Regions from separate parts of the Pan troglodytes genome. Here all the other regions are linked to region 2. A link is a contact called in public HiChIP or PLAC-seq data. All regions are on one chromosome and are shown on one strand. The core of a region is the stretch at or near the end of the contact, and the rest is flanking DNA. Distances in the headings are between cores, read along the strand shown. Region 1 holds the start of RNF126 (ring finger protein 126). Region 2 holds the start of PTBP1 (polypyrimidine tract binding protein 1). Region 3 holds the start of ARID3A (AT-rich interaction domain 3A). Region 4 holds the start of WDR18 (WD repeat domain 18). Region 5 holds the start of TMEM259 (transmembrane protein 259).

The links. HiChIP or PLAC-seq counts read pairs in DNA pulled down with a chosen protein or histone mark.
Region 1: an H3K4me3 HiChIP or PLAC-seq map of stem cell-derived excitatory neurons shows a contact between it and region 2, with 3 times the contacts expected there. The contact joins the promoter of RNF126 here to the promoter of PTBP1 in region 2. A contact is called at or near these places in 1 of 7 Hi-C or Micro-C datasets (stem cell-derived neural progenitor cells) and 1 of 1 datasets of contacts at active chromatin or transcription factors (stem cell-derived excitatory neurons).
Region 3: a contact with region 2 is called in an H3K4me3 HiChIP or PLAC-seq map of stem cell-derived excitatory neurons, with 2.9 times the contacts expected there. The contact joins the promoter of ARID3A here to the promoter of PTBP1 in region 2. A contact is called at or near these places in 1 of 7 Hi-C or Micro-C datasets (stem cell-derived neural progenitor cells) and 1 of 1 datasets of contacts at active chromatin or transcription factors (stem cell-derived excitatory neurons).
Region 4: an H3K4me3 HiChIP or PLAC-seq map of stem cell-derived excitatory neurons shows a contact between it and region 2, with 6 times the contacts expected there. The contact joins the promoter of WDR18 here to the promoter of PTBP1 in region 2. A contact is called at or near these places in 1 of 7 Hi-C or Micro-C datasets (stem cell-derived neural progenitor cells) and 1 of 1 datasets of contacts at active chromatin or transcription factors (stem cell-derived excitatory neurons).
Region 5: a contact with region 2 is called in an H3K4me3 HiChIP or PLAC-seq map of stem cell-derived excitatory neurons, with 3 times the contacts expected there. The contact joins the promoter of TMEM259 here to the promoter of PTBP1 in region 2. A contact is called at or near these places in 1 of 7 Hi-C or Micro-C datasets (induced pluripotent stem cells) and 1 of 1 datasets of contacts at active chromatin or transcription factors (stem cell-derived excitatory neurons).

Annotation. Positions count from the first base shown.
Region 1 is chr20:2,942,307-2,945,135 of NHGRI_mPanTro3-v2.0_pri, reverse strand. RNF126 (ring finger protein 126) reads left to right here and starts at 1,315. Exons shown (of 9, transcript XM_016934488.4): 1 at 1,315-1,589. The coding sequence starts at 1,515.
Region 2 is chr20:3,082,006-3,084,705 of NHGRI_mPanTro3-v2.0_pri, reverse strand. It overlaps PTBP1 (polypyrimidine tract binding protein 1), which reads right to left and starts at 1,384. Exons shown (of 14, transcript XM_003315969.7): 1 at 1,087-1,384. The coding sequence starts at 1,094.
Region 3 is chr20:3,210,034-3,213,058 of NHGRI_mPanTro3-v2.0_pri, reverse strand. It overlaps ARID3A (AT-rich interaction domain 3A), which reads right to left and starts at 1,343. Exons shown (of 9, transcript XM_016934503.4): 1 at 1,171-1,343. LOC107969633 (a long non-coding RNA gene) reads left to right here. Exons shown (of 2, transcript XR_001711569.4): 2 at 1-669.
Region 4 is chr20:3,266,877-3,269,754 of NHGRI_mPanTro3-v2.0_pri, reverse strand. It overlaps WDR18 (WD repeat domain 18), which reads right to left and starts at 1,260. Exons shown (of 12, transcript XM_016934508.4): 1 at 1,127-1,260; 2 at 927-1,015; 3 at 1-213.
Region 5 is chr20:3,305,088-3,307,806 of NHGRI_mPanTro3-v2.0_pri, reverse strand. It overlaps TMEM259 (transmembrane protein 259), which reads left to right and starts at 1,268. Exons shown (of 11, transcript XM_016934513.4): 1 at 1,268-1,702. The coding sequence starts at 1,478. It overlaps LOC112206464 (U6 spliceosomal RNA), which reads right to left and starts at 952; the gene lies at 846-952.

The sequences.
Region 1 (2,829 bases), core at 66-2,565, 140 kb after region 2:
AGAGCCAGACTCCATCTCTAAAAAACAAACAAACAAAAAATCTAAATGCACAGGCTCCAACTCTTAATTCCTCAACAGTCTGGCTCCAATGCCTCATTTTGCAGGAAGTCCAACTCCAACCAAATCCTATTCATCCCTCAGCCCTGGTTCCAATGTCCTTACCCCTCGGAAGCCCTCTCTCTCTTTCCCCAGGCAGAGCCAAAGTCACCCTTGAGTCCCACGATCCAGTCCAATCTCATGGGGCTGGGGGTATCTGCGTGCATTCAGCATAGGGTCTGGTATGCAGTAGGTGCTCAATGAGTGTTGAGTGAAGAAAGAAATACATGCATGAGGCCGGGTGCGGTGGCTCATGCCTGTAATCCCAGCACTTTGGGAGGCCGAGGCGGGCGGATCACGAGGTCAGGAGTTCAAGACCAGCCTGGCCAAATATAGTGAAACCCCGTTTCTACTAAAAATACAAAAATTAGCCGGTGTGGTGGCGGGTGCCTCTAGTCCTAGCTACTCGAGAGGCTGAGGCGGGAGAATCGCTTGAACCCTCGGCAGGCGGAGGTTGCAGTGAGCCGAGATCGGGCCATTGCACCCCAGCCTGGGTGACAGAGTGAGACTCCGTCTCAAAAAAAAAAAGAAAAAAGAAATGCATGCATGATTGGGCCAGAACTAACCTCAGAAATGATCCTGGCCTGCGCTGGGTGATGATACCGTTTCTACTGATTAAATTTGGAAGCAGGGGTTAGGTTTCCTGCCCTCTCCGCACCCGAGAGGCGCCTGGGCCGTCAGCCCGCGGAGCATCTTGGAAACAAGGCCACAACCCACAGACCTCAGCCTCTGTCTGACCCCACGGGTCCCGGTGAGGCCCAGACAGCACCCTGAGCCCCGGGTCTGCCTGTATTCCGCAGCGCTGAGGGAATGCCTGCTGTGTGTCAGGCGCTGCTGCGGGTCCAAAAATCCCTTTGCTGCGCAGCTGACCTGACAGTGCATCGGGAGGAAATCAGTGCCACGGAGCAGGAGGGCAGCAGAGAAGACCTTGTAAGCTGACATTTGAGCAAAGACCTGGAAGAAAGCCACGCGGGCGTCGGGAGAGCGCTGCACCGGGCAGGGGGCGGGGGAGAGGGCGCCTGGCGAGCCCCAGGAACTGTGGGGACAGTGGGCTGAAGTACCGTGAGGGGAGACGGCGATGAGGTAGGGAAGCACTGAGGGACACGAGGGCCTCGGCCCCGCCCCGCGCACGCCCGGCTTCTCGTCTCTTCCGCCGCCTGCTTTGGCCCCGCCCCCGCTGGAAGCCCCGCCCCCGCTCGGAGCCCCGCCCAACGGCCGGGCCTAGTTTGTCTCTCAGCGGCCACCGTCGCCCGGGCCGCTGCCCGCCGAGTGCGCAGCTTTCGCCGCTCCCGCGCCCCCGCTCCGCCCCGCGTGCCGTGCGTGCCGTGCGTGAGCGCGTCGGCCGGCGAGGGAGCAGCAAACGGCCGGCGGCGGGTGCCGCGCGGGGGGCGGGCGGCGCGGAGTAGGTGGCGGCGGCCATGGCCGAGGCGTCGCCGCATCCCGGACGGTACTTCTGCCACTGCTGCTCCGTGGAGATCGTCCCGCGCCTGCCGGTGAGGCCCGGGCCGGGGCGGCGGGCGGCAGGGTCTGTGCCGCAGGCCTGAGGCAAGGCCGGGGCCGGGGTGGGGGTCGCTTGCTCCCGCCTCTTGCGCGAGCTGACCACGACGGGAAAACTGAGGCTCGGGGCAGCGCCGGCCCAGGCTGAATCCGCGGGGAGCCCGGGCGGTGCGCGCGCGAACCCCGTCCTGTACATGCGGGAGACTGAGGCCCGGGCGGGAGGCAGGGCCTGGCCGGAGCGGCGCAGCGGGATCGCGGCCGGGTGACCCCACATCCGCGGCGTTCCCGACCCGAGAGGCCGCGAGGATCCCAGGTGGGATCCCTAAGCCCGGTGAGCCTGGTTTTGCAAACGGAGAAACTGAGGCCCGGCGAGCAGAGAGAGGGTATTGCCCGGTGGCGCGGCGCGGGGCAGGGGCTGGGCCTGGCGGGGCTCGGACCCCGAGAATAACGCCAGGGGACCCCCGCCGAGCGCGTGGTTGGGGGCGCCGTCGCCTCGCTGCAGGCTCGCCTCGTGGAGCCCTGGCCGCCGCCTTGGAGGCAGGCCCAGGCCCGGAACGCTCCAGGCACTGTCCCGGAGTCCGACCGCGGCCCGCCGGCGGGGCTTTGTGAGCGGAGCCTGCGTTCCTCCCCTCCCGGGGCTTGGCTGCGCAGCCCACCCTTCCTCCAGGTGTTTACAGCCGCCCCTCACCGAAGAGGACCCTGGGCCTGGGCGTGCCGAGTGCTACTTCCTGCTCGTTTAGGGCAGTGTTTCCCACGCGGACCTGATGTCACCTTGGGGGAGGTGGGAGCAGCGCTCGTTGAAGGTGCTATTTCCAGGCCCCTTTTCCAGGGTTTCGGAGTCAGTAGGTGTGGAATGCGCTCAGCAGTCTGCATTTCTAATATTATTTTTAGGAATGGGGTCTCCCTGTGTTGCCCAGGCTGGTCTTGAACTCCTGGGCTCAAGCGATTCTTCTGGCTCAGCCTCCTAAAGCGCTGGGATTACAGGTGTGAGCCACCGTGCCCGGCGGTGGTCTGCATTTTTAACCCGTGTTGCCCTTCGCCAGGCTGACGTGCAAAGTGGTGATTTAGTCGAGCCACCCGTGCTTTATAGATGGGGAAACTGAGGCGCGTGGTGGCTCAGCGGGAAAGTGGCAGAGCCGGCTTTGTCGGGAGCCGCTTGGCCAGCTTAAGGGGAGCAGCCGCAGGAGGTGGAGGGGTCTGGACTCCCCACCCTGTGCCCAGGGGAAGAGGCTGCAG
Region 2 (2,700 bases), core at 135-2,634:
GGTCCGAGAGCGGGGAGCCCTCGTCTCGCCGTCTGCAGGACCCACCTGCCCGCACGCATGCTAAGGGGTCCAGACCCACTCTAGGGCTGCGCCTCTTCTGACACCACGGACTGCACGGACCACGTTCTAACAGACTTTTAAAAGTGACTGAACCCAAGAAAAACTTCTCAGGAAAACGGAAAGAATGCGAAACATCTCCAGCCTCTCCCGCTTCCTATTCCCAGGGAGGGCCTCGCGCAGGAAGCGATCGGCGGGACACGGCCTTTCTGGAGGGGGCTCCCACCTCTCCCAAGGGAAGCCCGCCCAGCAAAGCCGCCCGGAAAGGCTGCCCCGGCCCGAGAGCCGGGAAGGCCCCTCCCCATGACGGCGCCCGCGGGGATCCCTGGAGAGGCCCCTCCGACCCCGGGGCAGAGGACAGACCCTCGGGGCGGCCGCTTCTCTCCCGAGATCACCGAAACCCCTTGGCCGCGGACCGGGGCGCACTGGGGGCAGGGATAGGGCGGGGAGCGCAGAGACTCGGGCCCGCGGCGAGGCCCCGGCGCCAGCTTTCCCTCCCGGCGGCCGCCCCAGGCCCGCCTGCGCTTCCGGGGCTGCGCCGGGGGCAGAGTCCGGGCGGCGGGAAAGGCGCGCGCCCCCGACGGCGGCCGCGCACGCGCGCTGGGGACAACGGGGACGCGCGACGGGCTACGCAGGCGCACGAGGGGCGCGGACGGGAGGCGGGAAGGGCCATCCGGGCGCGCGAGGGCCGGACGGGAAGCGGGAAGGGCCGCGCGCCGCCGAGGCGGGGCAAAGGCGAAGTGCGGGGCCGCGCGCGGAGGGGGAGGGGCGCGGGAGGCCGCGTGCGCTAGGGACGGGGCGCGCGGGGGCCGGAAGCGGGCCCGACGGGGGATGGGGACGCGGCCAGACCCCCGGGAAGCCCCTGGCCCGCCCCGCGCCCGCGCCCGCCACGCGGAGAGGAAGGGGAGAGCCCGCCGCCCCCTCCCGCCCGAGAGGTGGCGAGATCGGCCCCGGGGAGGCCGGCGCGGCGGCGGTGGCAGGGCTGCGGCGCGGGGAGGGCGGTGGGGCGCGGGGCGAGGTGCGACTCACCCGTCCATGGCACACAGAGCAGACCCGCGGGGGACGGAGTGGAGGCGCCGGAATAGCAGGAACCGACCCAACGGCTCCGAGTTATAGACTCACAAAATGGCGGAGACGCCCGCACACGTCCCCCGCGCGCGCTGCCCATTGGCTCCCGCTGCAGCCAGGGGGCGGGGAGAGCCCCGCGGGCCCCCGCCAGCACCTCCCACTGGCCAGAAAGCCGCCCGGGGGCGGGACCCAGAGAAATCGCAGGCGCCTATTGGGGGAGGCGGTTATTCCTCAAGGCCGAAGGCGGAAACGGCTTGTGGAGTCGGGGGAGGGGGAGAAAATGGGATCACGTGACGGCGTCTGAGCCAGTCAGCTGGCGCGTGGCTTTGCGGGAGACGCCATCTTGAGAGTGGGTACGTGGCGAGTCAGGCGGCGGGAAGCGTGCTTGGCCCAGGCTGCTGCCATCTTGCAAGTGGGCAGGACCCGCCCGCCTGGGCCGTGAGGGCAAAGGGAGTCGCATCGCCATCTTGGAGTCGGGCAGGAAACCCTCAGGGCTCCATGTTGCTTGTGGGCACATGGCCAAAAAGTCCGATTCAAACTGAGCGCTCACATCTGGGTGATCGCGCGGGGAGGGAAAGGCCGCGTCGCGTCCCGGACACGCCAGGGCTGTTTCCACAGTGGCCACAGATACTGCGGGCGCGCCATGATCCGGGGTCACCCCCGACCGTTCTTTGTTCGCCCCGGAACAGCGAATCCCGACTGCGGAGATAGGGAAACTGAGGTCCGGGCCCCGCACAGTCCGCGGCCGGCTGCCTACAGCTGGGAAAACTGAGGCCTGGACCTTGTACAGTCCGCGGCCGCCCGCCTACAGCTGGGGAAACTGAGGCCTGGACCTTATACAGTAGGCGGCCGCTCGCCTACAGCTGGGGAAACTGAGGCCTGGACCTTGTACAGTCCGCGGCCGCTCGCCTACAGCTGGGGAAACTGAGGCCTGGACCTTGTACAGTCCGCGGCCGCTCGCCTACAGCTGGGGAAACAGGCCTGGACCTTGTACAGTCCGCGGCCTCTCGCCTACAGCTGGGGAAACTGAGGCCTGGACCTTGTACAGTCCGCGGCCGCCTGCCTACAGCTGGGGAAACTGAGGCCTGGACCTTGTACAGTGGGCGGCCGCCCGCTTACAGCTGGGGAAACTGAGGCCTGGACTTTGCACAGTCCGCGGCCAACCGCCTAAAGCTGGGGAAACTGAGGTCCGGGCCACACACAGTCCACGGCCATCCGCCTACAGCTGGAGAAACTGAGGCCCGGGCCCCATACAATCCAAGGCCGCCCGCCTACAGCTGGGGAAACTGAGGCCCAGGCCACCCGCCTACAGCTGGGGAAACTGAGGCCCGAGCCCCCTACAGTCCATGGCCCACTGACCTACAGCTGGGGAAACTGAGGCCCGAGCCCCCTACAGTCCATGGCCCACTGACCTACAGCTGGGGAAACTGTGGCCTGGAACTCGTACAGTTCGAGGCTGCCAGCCTTCGGCTGGGGAAACTGAGGGCCAGGCCCAGCAGGGTCACCAGGAGGGTCCCTCCCGGGCCACCATCCCAGCAGCAGAAAACACCCTAAACTAATGTTCCCAGGAGCGCT
Region 3 (3,025 bases), core at 94-2,593, 130 kb before region 2:
GTGGCGAAAGGGGCCCCTCACTCCACGAAGGGAAGAGGAGGGGGAGGGGCGGGGCAGAAAGCTGGGGAGGGGGCTAAGAAAGTCCTGGGTTGGGGGGTGCCTGGAGGAAGTGAGAAAAAAACTCAAGAAGGAGAAGAAATAAGAAGACAGAAACCCTGGTCCGGATTTCAAAGGCTTCTTGGAAAGCGGCCGATTTGCATGGGGGGGGAACCCCTCCAGCCCGAGCGCCTAAAAACGGAAGATAATTGAACCCGCCGCCCGGGGCCGGCGCCGAGCGTTGGAGTTGACAAACGCGCGCTCCCAGCGCTTCCTGCGCCCGCTTTTGTGTCTGGGGGGCCCTGAAACGGGTCAGGGGGCTCTTCCTGGGTATCCCCGCCGAGGAACCGGGCGCCCGGGCCCAACCCACCCCGGCGCGCGGGGGCCGCGGTGTCTCCCCCGGGGGCCCCTCTCTGCGCTGGGGCGGACACTTTATAAATAAACCAGCCCGGCTGGGGAGGCTCGCCGGGAACTACCCTCCCTCCTCTCCGGGCTCCCGAATAAATCCCTGATTTCGGGGAGAAAGAATAAAAATGAAATAAAATATCGGGGTGCAGCCCCCCGCGCGCGCGCAGAGACCATTTCCTTCCGCTGGGGGGGGGGGGCGCGCACTCGCGACCCCCGATCGCCCCTGCTCGCCCCTGAGCGATTGATCCAGTGGGGAGTGAAGTCTCCAAGCGGGGTGCAGAGAAAACTCCCCGAACCCCAGCCCTCCAGGGCCGCCTTCCCAGTCCGGGACCCCCACCAACATCTCCGCCCAACTTTGGGGACCCCCTTCTTTGGCTTCCAGGACGCACTGCGCCCACCCCGGCACCGGAACCCGCGCTGGGAACGGCCAGCGCGCCCCCCAGCCTTACCGCGCAGGGCGGCTCGTAGTGGGGCGCGCGCCCCGCGCCTGGGGTCGGCCTGCCCGGGCCCGCCTGGCTTCCAGCCGCCGGTGCGCGCCGCTGGCTCCCGGCCCCCGACCCACGGGGCTGTGCCGCGCGCCGACTCACCGAGCCGCCAGCCGCGTCCGCGTCTACACCCCTCCGCCCGATTGGTAAGAGGCGCCCCGCGCGCGGCCGGCCCCCGCCCCGCCCCTCCCCCACCCCCAGACAAATCACCAGGGGACGAGTCGCTCTCGGATGCAAATACCTGGCCGGTGATTCAGCGCCGCGGCCCGGGCGCGGGAGGGCCTCGCCAGGGCTCCCCACTTTTCCCCGCACGCCCCCTCGCCCCCCTCCCGCGGTCTGACGACGCGCAACCAGCCCGGGGGCGCTGGGGAGCCGGGCAGAGTGGACGGAAATTTTCAGGTCGCGGCCCCTTTAAAGGATAATAAATAATAAACGGGAAGGGGAACAGCGCCGCGGGAGGCCCCGCCCCCGGCCTAGGGACGGTGGGCAAAGTGCGCGACGCGGCCCCAAGCGCAGAGGGTGCCGGGGGCAGGGGCTGGGGCGGGAGCGCCCCGGGGGAAGAAGAGGGGACTGACTGGGGCTCCGCCTGGGCGGGCTGGCCGGAGGCATCGGAGCCAGATCCGGGACCAAGACTCTTCCCTTCTTACGGAGCACCTAGGCTGGGCCTCGTGGACTCGGAGTTTCACCTTCGCCCCTTAGATGGAGAGACCCTGAGAGAGTGACTTCACTCTCCGGAGCCGCCGTTTCCAAGTCTGAGAAATGGGCTTGAAAGACCCGGTGCAGAGCTGGGCGGGCGGCGTCGGAGGGAGGGAACCAGGGTCTCGCCGGCCTCCCTCTGGGGAGGGACGGGCTGCAGACGGGGACTCGGCGCGGGCGTGGGGAGGTGCGCGCGGGGACCTGGAGCCCCTTTGTGAAACCAGGACGACCCTGCCCGGCCCGGCTGTCACCAGCGTCGGGAGCTCGGCTGCCCACCACCCCCCCGTGAAGATGGTGATGACTTACACGGTCTGAGCGGTCGCTTGCCCAACCACGTGCCCCGCGCCTCCCTCCAGGGAGGTCCCTGCACGTCTCCAGCCCTCACTCCTCTCTGTAGTTGGCAACCTTCTTGTCGCCACTGCGCAGAGCAGGAAACTGAGGCACCGAGCGGGGTGCAAGGAAGGCGGTCGGGAGGGGGACGCGTGCTCTGCAGGGAGCTGTGTGCGCGGGAAGCGACCCCAGGGGGCTAAGCGCAGAGGCCCAGGCTCCAGCCCGGACGTGAGCCCCGGGGGAGCCTGGAGGGCGGGCAGGGGCCACCCGGGGGGACCCTCACTTGTGGAGGGTCTCTGGCGGGCTCGGGTCCCCGGTCCTGAGTGTTGGGGGCGGGGTCGTAGTCGTCTCCCTCCCCTTCCCCTAGACTAGCACACGGCATTGCAACTTTCTCTCTGTCCTTCCACCTAGTTGCACCTCCTCCCTCCACAAAACTGCAACCGGGGCCGGTGCCGTGGCTCACGCCTGTCATCTTAACACTTTGGGAGGCGGAGGTGGGCGGATCATCAGAGGTCAGGAGTTCGAGACCAGCCTGGCCAACAAGGTGAAACCCCATCTGTACCAAAAATACAGAAATAGCCGGGCATGGTGGCGCGCGCCTGTAGTCCCAGCTACTTGGGAGGCTGAGGTAGGAGAATCGCTTGAATCCGGGAGGTGGAAGTGGCAGTGAGCCGAGATCGCGCCACTGCACTCCAGCCTGGGTGACACAGTGAGACTCCACCTCAAAAACAAAACAAAACAAAAAACTGCCGGCAGGAGAGCTGCCCCCGACTCCAAGGCCTGAATCCAGCCTTCCAGCCCCAGGGCCACGTGTAGCCTAATGGCGGCAGGTGTCTGAGAGGCCTCCACCATAAGGCTATATTAAACACCAAACCCAGCTGCCACCCCTATCTCCGATGGAGAGGCCTGAGACACCTGCCCCAAGTTGGGGGTGCTTTGGAGAGACGCTCCCTGCAGCGGGATAAAGGGGTGTGGGGGTACCCCCTTCTAGGGCCAGGACCCAGCTCAGGTCTGAAGGTGCAGGAAGTCCCTCCCACCTACGATGGAGCACCTGGAGGCCAGCAGACCCG
Region 4 (2,878 bases), core at 11-2,510, 190 kb before region 2:
GGTCGCGCAGCCTGCTTAGACATCTGGGCAGGCGACTTCTTCCAAGGCCCAGGGTCTCCGGCGATCAGTTAGTAGCTCTAGAGCCGGGGTACCTGACTTGGCCTTTTCCTCCTGGGCATTTTTGGCCAAGTGACTCAACCTCTTGGATTCATTTATTTTTAAATGTTCAAATAATAAAGTTCCGACGTCACAGGCCTAAATGACACATTGCGCCTAAAAGAGAGAGCGCACACCCAGCAACATGGCTAGTTGGCGATGAATACATTGGAATTCACTGCTTCCTTATTTATTTAGTTTTGTAGAGCCAGGGTCTCATTGTCCTGCCCAGGCTGGCCTCGAACTCCTGAGCTCAAGTGATCCTCCCAGCTCGGCCTGCCAAAGTGCTGGGATTACAGGCGTGAGCCACCGCGCCCGGCCCAGTGTTTCCTTATTGGTCGACATCTGCCTCCCCCTTGACCCCTCTTTAGAGGCCTCAACATCTAAATTATTAGTCGGATAGCTTGGTGTAGGTCAAACAAGTGGCCAGTTCTGTCCGAGCCAAGCAGGGTCTAACCTCATGTCACGGCTGCCCGTCACGGACCATGTCTGAAAACGGCATTCAAAAAAAAAAAAAGGCCGGGCGCTTTGGCTCAGGCCTGTAATCCCAGCACTATGGGAGGCCGAGGTGGGTGGATTACCTGAGATCAGGAGTTCGAGACTACCCTGGCCAGCATGGCGAAACCCCGTCTTTACAAAAAGTACAAAAAGCCGGGCGTGGTGGGAGGCTGAGGCAGGAGAATCGCTTGAACCCGGGAGGCGGAGGTCTCAGTGAGCCGAGATCCCGCCACTGCACTCCAGCCTGGGCGAATGAGACTCTGTCTCAAAGAAAAACATATCTATTATTTATTTATACTAAATATATATCTAGTAGAGATGGGAGGTCTCACTGTGTTGCTCAGGCTGGTCTCCAACACCTGGGCTCAAGCCTTGGCCTCTTAAACCGCTGGGATTACAGGCTTCAGCCACAACGTCTGGCCTAAAAACAGTATGATTTAAAATGTGCAATTAGTTGCCAACCCCTTAAAAAGGGATAAAAAGGGAGCATTCATTTAAAAGTCGGGATTTCCGCCCGGGGGTTGCAGCTGACCTGGGTCGTGTGCCCTGGAGCAGAAAGAGGCAGGGGCTGGAGGCTGCATGCGGGGTGCGGTCCCCGGAGGCGGTGCGACTCCTGGTCCGCGGCTCCCGGCGGAGGGCACGGCCGGGGCAGGAGGCTGGTGCCAGAGCGTGCGGCGCCGCAGCCCCGCTGGCCGCCAGGTGGCAGGCGCGAGCCACCGACCCCGAGCCCAGGCCGGAGGGAGGGCGGCCCCGGGGACCCGCCTGGTCGGCAGGAGGGGCCGTTTGAGCTGGGAGCCAGCGACCCCCAGAGAACCGTGTGCGGGGCAGGCCCGTGCGAAGGCCCTGAGGCAGGACCATGGAGCGGGGCTGGGCCGTGCAGGGCCTTGTGAACGAGGCCTGGATTTCATTTTATCCTGGGAGGGAGGGAGGGAGGGAGTCCAATCCAAGGACCTGCTGTGCCTCCAGAGTTTCCTCCAACCTCATTTTTATTTTCTTTCTTTATTTTGCGACAGTCTTGCTCTGTGGCCCAGATTGGAGTGCAATGGTGCGATCTCGGCTCACTGCTACCTCTGCCTCCCGGGTTCAAGCGATTCTCCTGTCTCAGCCTCCCGAGTAGCTGGGATTACAGGTGTGAGCCGCCACGCCCAGCTAAATTTTGTATTTTTAGTAGAGACGGAGTTTCACCACGTTGGCCAGGCTGGTCTCGAACTCCTGACCTCAGGTGATCTGCCCGTCTCGGCCTCTCAAAGTGCTGGGATTACAGGCGTCAGCTACTGAGGCCGGCCTCCAACATTATTTAAAAAACATTATTTAAAAAAATCGGCCGGGCGTGGTGGCTCCGGCCTGTAATCCCAGCACTTTGGGAGACCGAGGTGGGTGGATCACGAGATCAAGATCATCCTGGATAACGAGGTGAAACCCTTCTCTACTAAAAATACAAAAATTAGCTGGGCATGGCGGTGCATGCCTGTAATCCCAGCTACTCGGGAGGCTGAGGCAGGAGAATCGTGCAATCATGGCTCACTGTAGTCTCCAATTCCTGGGCTCAAGCCATCCTCCCACCTCAGCTTCCCGAGTAGCTGGAACCATAGGACCCACATTCAACTAATTTTGTGCTTTTTTTTTTTTTTTGCAGCGACAGGGTCTTGCTTTATTGCCCAGCTGGTCTTAAACTCCCGGGCTCAAATGATGCTCCCACCTAGGCCTCCCGAAGGGTTGGGATTACAGACATGAGCCACTGTGCCTGGCCCTGTTTTAATTTTTACTTTATTTATTTTTGTTTTTTTGTAGACAAGCAGGAGAGGTGGATCTCACTCTGTTGCCCAGGCTGGAGTGCAGTGGCGTGATCTCAGCTCACTTCGACCTCCGCCTCCTGGCTTCGAGTGGTTTTCCTGCCTCAGCCTCCTGAATAGCTGGCATTGCAGGTGTTCACCACCACGCCCAGCTAATTTTTGTAGTTTTAGTAGAGACGGGGTTTCACCATGTTGGCCAGGCTGGTCTCGAACACCTGACCTCAGGTGATCCACCTGCCTCAGCCTCCCAAAGTGCTGGGATTACAGGCGTGAGGCACCGCACCTGGCCTTTTTTTCATTTTTCTTTTTCTTTTTTTTTTTGAAACGGAGTCTTGCTCTTGTTGCCCAGGCTGGAGTGCAATGGCACAATCTGAGCTCACTGCAACCTCCGCCTTCCGGTTTCCAGCGATTCTCCTGCCTCACCCTCCGGAGTAGCTGGGACTACAGGCATGTGCCACCATGCCCGGCTAATTTATTTTGTATTTTTAGTA
Region 5 (2,719 bases), core at 19-2,518, 220 kb before region 2:
GCCTGTAACTCCAGCACTTTGGGAGGCTGACGCGGGTGGATCACGAGGTCAGGAGTTCAATACCAACCTGGCCAAGATGATGAAACCTGGTCTCCACTAAAAATACAAAAAAAAATAGCCGGGTGTGGTGGTGGAAGCCTGCAATCCCAGCTATTCAGGAGGCTGAGGCAGAGAATTGCTTGAACCCAAGAGGCAGAGGTTGCAGTGAGCCGAGATCACGCCACTGCACTCCAGCCTGGGCGACAGAGTGAGACTGCGTCTCAAAAAACAAAACAAAACAAAACTTTTTTTTGGCGGGCTTGGTGGGTCACACCTGTAATCCCAGCACTTTGGGAGGCCTAGGCGGGCAAATCACCTAAGGTTAGGAGTTCGAGACCAGCCTGACCAACATGGAGAAACCGTCTCTACTAAAAATATAAAATTAGCCGGGCGTGGTGGCGCATGCCTGTAATCCCAGCTACTTGGGAGGCTGAGGCAGGAGAATGGCTTGAACCCGGGAGGCGGAGGTTGCAGAGAGCCGAGATCGCGCTTCTGCGCTCCAGCCTGGGCGACAGAGCGGGAATCCATCTCAAACAAACAACAAAAAAACCCAAAAACCATAGTATCCTCTTGTGTACGCAGCCGGCACTCAGTAAGTGCCCCTGAAGAGCACTTATTTATTTATTGCTGCGCGAAGCTACGGGGGCAGGTGGCACAGCGCCACGCAGGAGTGGAGACTGCCAGATTGTTCTACCGCCAACCTTAGTGGTGCCACAGGAGATGGATATGACGTCACTGGCCTTGTGACGTCATGGGAGGATCCGGGCAAGAGAAGCCAAACGAGGTGACGAGCTGGGGACTACAGCAAAAATATGGAACGCTTCACGAATTTGCGTGTCATCCTTGCGCAGGGGCCATGCTAATCTTCTCTGTATCGTTCCAATTTTAGTATATGTGCTGCCGAAGCAAGCACGACTCAACGGTTACCGTCACACCTATTTTAAGCCCTTCAATCAAAACATTTTATGATTAGGATAAGTTATGGTCGGTTTCATATTTAGCATAATTTCCTACAGTGGTATGTTGCAGAACAACTTTCGTGTTTACGCTTACTTTGATGTTTCGATCACGTAAAATCCCATATCTTATCGTAATTTTACCGCCTTATACTGGCCTCATAGACGCGGTGGATTGTGGGTGCCAATATGCAAAAGAGGTGGCCCAGATGCAGTCCCGCCCCCCTGGAGCGGCCGAGGTAGGGGGTGAGGCCTCCGCGGGCGCCGCTGGCATCCCAGCGTTCTCTGCGGGCGCAGGGGGGCCGCTCTTGCCCGGCGTGGCGACTCGCTAGCGTCAGCAGCGCCGCAGCCGGACGAGAAGGCGGAAGATGGCGGCGGCGGCCGGGAGGCCGTGAGGAGAGCGGCGGCTGCGAGGGCGGCCGATGGCGGCCGGGAGGCGCCCTCGGACACTTGCGGGTCGTTAGGGCGCGACGCTGGGAGGCATGTCGGAGCACGTGGAGCCCGCAGCTGCGGGGCCCGGGCCCAACGGCGGCGGCGGCGGCCCGGCCCCCGCGCGCGGGCCTCGCACCCCCAATCTCAACCCCAACCCCCTCATCAACGTGCGCGACCGGCTCTTCCACGCGCTGTTCTTCAAGATGGCTGTCACCTATTCGCGGCTCTTCCCGCCCGCCTTCCGCCGTCTCTTCGAGTTCTTCGTGCTGCTCAAGGTGACCGCGGCCCCGACCCCCGACCCTTGACCCCAGCGGCTGTCCCGACCCCCAAGTCTGCTACCTCCGACCGCGACCCCTGGCCCCGCTGGGGACACCGAGCGCCACCCTGCACCCTGAGGCCTATACCCGGCCCTACCGATTAGGGCTCTCCCTCGCGACCTCTGACCCTGGGATTGGCCAGGGACACCGTCTCGTGACCCCATCCCGCCCGGGGACGTCCACCCGGGAAGGCTGGGTCCCGCTGCACTAGAAGCCGCTGTTCTCTACTCTTGAAACCTCACTGTCAGCTCCCTCCAGGGCCCATCCTGTCCCCGGCGACCGCCTTTCCCAGGTCCCCACCTACCCAGGCTTGGAGTCCGGTCCTGGCCTGCGAGGTAGCACCTCCCGCCCTTTGACCCCTGACTCTGCCGCCTGAGACCCTCAGTTCCGAGGCCTCTCTCCCCTCCCAATGTGCTGGCCCAGAACCCAGCCTGACACAGGGCTCCCTCGGACCAACCCCTGTCCTGGAAGTCCACTCCCCACTCCCCTCTCTTCCTCCTTGTAGCCTTTCAGCTGCCCCCACCCCGTTCCCCGCTCCTGAGCCTCAGGGGAATGTGACTTAGCTGAGGTCACCTCGCTAGGGTTAGCGGCAAAGTCACCGGCAGCAGTGTACCACCCCATCCCCGGCCTCTTCCTCCGCTGGGTCCCCACCCCCTTCCTGCTTCAGGAGCTCAGGTTGTGAGTCTGTCGCCCGTGCCTCCCCTATGAGGCACCGGCCTCCGCGTCTTGGGCTCTGTCCCCCTCCCGCCCTCCTCAGATGGCAGAGGACTCAGCCGTGCAGGACAGGCATCGGCCTGACTCCCTCTGAGAAGGAGTCTTGCTTGGGTGACAGGAGGGGCTCAGTAGCAGCTGCAGCCCCTCAGAAAACAAGCTGGCCGGGGTCGTGGGCCACCTGGCGAAATGGGGACGTGGCCGTTTTCGTTCTGCATCAGAACACCGCCGCGCCGGGGCTTGGGGGCTGCTGAAGTTGCGCCG